Regions from separate parts of the Danio rerio genome. Here region 2 is linked to region 1. Evidence: chromatin contacts called from public Hi-C data. All regions are on one chromosome and are shown on one strand. Each heading gives the region's core, a stretch centred on a gene start, on an enhancer-like site or on the middle of the called end of the contact. The rest is flanking DNA. Distances are from core to core; before and after follow the strand shown. Region 1 holds the start of phf2 (PHD finger protein 2). Region 2 holds the start of cstf1 (cleavage stimulation factor, 3' pre-RNA, subunit 1).

Region 1 (2,700 bases), core at 107-2,606:
GGGCTCGTTAAAGGGTTAAAATTAAACGCGCGTAAATGTATCAGTCAGTGAAGTGGAACGCTTGTTCTTTGTTTACATTCGCGGAACAGAATTAAAACGCGTTTCTGGCGCTAATTTCGCTCGCGCTCCGAAAACAAAACAATCAGCGGGGGGGAATTTCAGATCAAACCCACAAATAACAGATCGACTCCCATTATTGGATCGGGTTGAACTCATTTGCTACGACTACGCGCTGCTGTCAGCGATGCTTCGCAGCACACACATACACACAGGGCGAATAAATCTGAACTTACTGGTTTTGACCATGATGATGAATACGGTCTGTGATAATGGCTAGATGTCATACAGGTTTTAAAAAAATGTGCAGAGGGACTCTGAAATCTGCAACGTCTGGCTCATATTCAGCCTATTATTCATCTAGCAGACACCAGAACGGACAGAGACAGTTTTAACACATTTCAAAGCCAGTTTTAGCACTGATACGGAACGAATAGGGCGCATAAAGGAACGTAAAATGTGTAAAAGAAAAGCCACTCGGGTTCGCAGACACCCACTCGGCTCTCTACTACGACAGCGTCCAGTCTGAGACGCGACCGAAGCGCGCGATGCACGCATATCGAGCTCACATCGCACAAAAAAACATCGAAATGTCTTTACGAATTAGCAAATCTTTTTGTAGCGTTCACAAAAATGTGTCAACCGAGCCAGCTAAATATAACTCCGCCTTCTTCTTCAAGCGGCCCTCGCTCTTCGGAGCAATACAAAATGTGCGCACGCGAGCAAAACGCTTCCATCCAAACCCACACTTAAATAGTTGAACGAAATAATGCGGTTACCTGCCGTGAAACCAGTCTTTGCAGGCGTCGCATTCGATCATAAACTGGGTTACGTCGTAAGGTAATCTGCAGATGCAATACACGGGTACAGTCGCCATGTTAGATCAATTCACAACAACAGCCGGAGAGATGGATGGGGGCAGCAGGAACCTCCCGTAACACAAACTACAGCGATACGAAGAGCCGCGGAGCTGCTCCTGCGTCCATTCGACCGTTCCTCAGATCCGACGTTACAACGTTGCGATGTTAAAATGTTTCCCGCGCTGCATTGACGTGTTCATGCCCCCTGGTGACTATACGAGCTCCGAGACTCTCGTGAAGCCCAAGAAAATGCATCCTTTCATTGTAATATTGTTACGTCAGTCTACAAGACGGGAAAAATCGCCTCGGTCATGCTGGTCCAGATGAATGGAGCTCATTAAACGCTGCGGCTGCTTCTTAGGGTTTCCCGGGACGAGAGAAAGACGAAAATCCACCGGCAGGATCTCCAGCCGACCGTCGAAGCAGCTGCAGCAGAGTCTGTGACACGTTAATAAGGGCTCATGCGGTTATAAGGCATACGAGCGATAGGATTAAAAGCACCGAGGGCTACTTCAAAACTGGACGAGCTCTGTATTTTTAACTATAGATATATTGCAAACTAAAAGCAAAAGTGACAGAACTTATCCTGTGAAAAACTTTTAGTGCAAATATTTATTTATTTATTTTTTGAAGAAATGACATATATATATATATATATATATATATATATATATATATATATATATATATATATATATATATATATATATATATATATATTAGTAATTATTAACTAATATTAAGGAACTATTTATAAGTAATATATATATATATATATATATATATATATATATATATATATATATATATATATGAAAAACGTTTAGTGCATACTGTATAATTATTTTTTTATAGAATAAATGACTTAAGCAATATATATATATATATATATATATATATATATATATATATATATATATATATATATATATATATATATATAAAGTAATTATTAACTATTATTAAGGAATTATTAACAAGTAATACATATAGACCACTTTGAGGAATGTAAACAATGACCCTAATGTATTTCCTGTTTACATTTTTCATTTCCATAGCTTCCAAGAATCCAAAAATAGCCACATATTGATAACTACTGCTATGGTAGTTGTTTTAACATGAAAAATGATTGCATTGCCTCTTGTTACAATTATGATATAGTATGAGAACAAGCAGGAAATGTTCGATGGCAGAGAAGATTACGACATTAAAATGGACTATAAATAGCTTATACACACACAAGAGAGAAATTACATCAGTTGCAATTATTAATAAACATATATAGATATTAAACAGAAGCTCTGAGACAAGGTAAAGCTATATAACTGCAAATGAATAGTAGATTTGGGCAATGTACCAATTACACAGTTTTGGTATTTTCCATCAGATATCACAATGATAAAGCCTTAATTTTGTTAAAGATTACCAGTTAAACAAATAGTTTGTCATATCAATACTGTATTCAATATATTCCTACTACTAATATAAAAATACTTTTTATAATATTGTATATGCCCATAAAATCATCTTAGACTTGACACAAATTTGTAAATAAAATCAATTTTATACGTTGTGCTCACAGCATGACTGCAATTAAATAATAATGCAAGTTTCTATTAGGATTTCCATATTTAATTTGGAGCATATTCACAATTATTACACTTTGAAAATTTCATTTTTATACAACAAAAAAATTGGTAAAATTGTATAATTCAGAATAAAATAGGCCGGAAATCTGACCATCAAAATTAATGTACACATACAGTGCTCAGCATATATAAGT
Region 2 (2,700 bases), core at 151-2,650, 130 kb after region 1:
GATTTTGTTCTTCTTGGCTTTGTGGCCGTTCATCAAGACGACAACAAGGTTTGTTTAAGCTTGGATTGACCATGATTCGTTATTATGTGTATTTATTAGTACGGTGCAATGTCTTGGCTGTGTTTTTAAAAATGGTGGTTCCTTTGTTTTCATTCTCCTGGCTTGTGCACAAGCATCTCTGTAAACCAATAGCATTCAGCTGTGTGTCTAGCTCAGGGGTGGGCAATCTCGGTCCTGGAGGGCCGGTGTCCTGCACAGTTTAGCTCCAACCCTATTCAAACAGACCTCCCTATAGAGTTCAAGTGATCTTGAAGACACTGATTAGTTTGTTCAGGTTTGTTTGACTAGTGTTGGAACAAAACTCTGCAGGGAGACCATGACTTTTACAGACCCTTGTGGGTTTTTCAAAAACTTTTCCAAGCCTGGAAAGTGCATTGTCGAAATTTCATGACTTTGCAGGTTTTTCATGACCGTATGAACCCTGTGCAATATTGAGAGAAATTGATTGTGCTCACGCCTTTACACATTGTAAACTGATCTATATATGTATGTTTATATGCTTTTCATGTAAGGAAATATGTGACCAGTCAACTATTCATTTAAGTTCTGATATGTTATTGTATTTTTTGTTTGTCATTATTTATTATTTGTATTTTTCTTTTTCTTCCTTAAAAAATAGATATAAAAATAAAGTATTGAAAAAAGAATTTGCAAAGAACACTTGTCTGAAATTCTATTTATTAATGAGAAAATCTAAATGTGGGAATATAACACCAACTTTAGCCCAATGGACTAAAAGTGTGAGAAGGTTTATTTGTGCGTGCTGGAGTCTCACCTATCTTGGCGAGCTGCATGAGCTGCTCTGATGGAGAAACCACATTCTGCGGCTTGACTTCACTGATGAGGCTGTTGGCGATGTTGGTGTATCCGTCATACAGCAGTTGACTGATGATCAGCTTGTACAGATGCTGTCTGTCCTTCAGTGTGGGTTTGGGTCGAAACATCTTGACTGCTTGATGCCTGCACTTTAGAGGAGGAAGATAAAACGCCTTGTTAGCAGATAGTTTTGTGTTTTCGAGCTGCCTAACAAGACAACACGCTTGGTGGCGGTTTTAAAAAGCTGTTTAAGTATGAAACTTAAGGTAACGTTACATGGATTCAAAACACAGCCATTGTTGTGTACGTTAAATCTTTATAGCTAACGTTATAAAACAGCTTGTATTACATGCGACGTATAAAATGTATCCAGTGTCTGCTTTTGCGTTAAGTAAGAATTAAGGTTTGAAGTGAGCAATAAATACGATACAAAGTGAGTATCATTCATTTAAAGTTGCACAAAATCGACGACTTACCACTTCAAGGGATGTGCGCACACGTTCTGTGCGTCTTACGTCAAGACGTACACGTAAACCCGTTAAATTAAAAGTCTCTAAATGTGTCAAAATAAAAGCTCGACTAAAGGTTTTCATTGAATTTTGGTAAATGCTCTCTTTGTAACTGACAATATATTAATATAAAAACATAATGCGAATAAAATTTTCATTTTAATATAGCCTACCTGATCTGCAGATATGCTTATCAATTATTAAGTTGATATACTTTGAATTAACGGACACACGTTAGTGACGGCATTTTGTATCATTTAAGGGCAAAGGAGACAGAACTTGTGTGAAAATAAACACATTTTCAAGATTTCTTGACAAACATTTACACTTTTCATATTGTTCTTGTTTATACATCAATTAGTTGATTCCCAAATATTAAAGAAAACGTGAACTTATCACTATATGACATATCACTATATTATAATATTATCAAATAGTATTTTTCTGATTTGATGTAAATTTTTATTGACTTTTACTATTTGATTTGTCCTTGATCAAAAATGAGGAAAAAAACAGCCAATTATCTGTTCATGATGGATATCCCGAACCCAAAAACCTTTTATAAAATGCTTACTTATCCACATATATCATTTTGCTCAAATATTTAGGGAAAATGTAATATATTTTTTTTTGTTATTATTTTATTTCCTCAAACATACATTAAAAATGCAAACATTCTTGTTCTTATCAACAACTTATAATATTTGTAAGTTTTGAAATTTGTTCACTATTTAAATTGTACTTATTTATGAAATTCTTGGGCAAATATTATGAGCTTTAAAAGTAAAACAAATTGAATGTTGTCTTTTCCTCATCATTTTTATAATCAAAAAATATTATAAATTATTATTATTACCATTTGGGGCGACATGATGGCTCAGTAGTTAATACTGTCGCCTCACAGTGAGGTCAATTTTCGTTTTTGTGTTTGCATGTTCTTTCAGTGTTGGTGTGGGTTTCCTCTGGGTTCTCCGGTTTCCCTCACAGTCCAAAGACATGCGCTATAGGTAAATTAAATAAACTAAATTGTGTGTATGTGTGGAAATGAGTGTGTATGGATGTTTCCCAGTACTGCGTGGCAGCTGGAAGGGAATCCGCTGAGTAAAACGTATGCTGGAATAATTGGCGGTCTATTCTGCTGTGGCAACCCCTAATAAATAAAGGGACTAAGCTGACGGAAAATGAATGAATTATTACCATTTGAACACCAATAAGGTAGAGAGCAAATCGTCTGTTTAAGCTGGACATCCAGAACACAGAGACCGCAACAATTATATTCCTTCCTCCGAAAACAAACAGCACAAGCATCGTGTTC

Evidence for each region. Hi-C and Micro-C count contacts between places; a contact is called where the count stands out from the background.
Region 2: a contact with region 1 is called in a Hi-C map of an unstated tissue, with 2.1 times the contacts expected there. The contact joins the promoter of cstf1 here to the promoter of phf2 in region 1.

Annotation. Positions count from the first base shown.
Region 1 is chr11:29,799,159-29,801,858 of GRCz12tu, forward strand. It overlaps phf2 (PHD finger protein 2), which reads right to left and starts at 1,357. Exons shown (of 22, transcript NM_001202418.1): 1 at 837-1,357. The coding sequence starts at 934.
Region 2 is chr11:29,933,633-29,936,332 of GRCz12tu, forward strand. It overlaps cstf1 (cleavage stimulation factor, 3' pre-RNA, subunit 1), which reads right to left and starts at 1,401. Exons shown (of 6, transcript NM_001328559.1): 1 at 1,353-1,401; 2 at 836-1,025. The coding sequence starts at 1,004.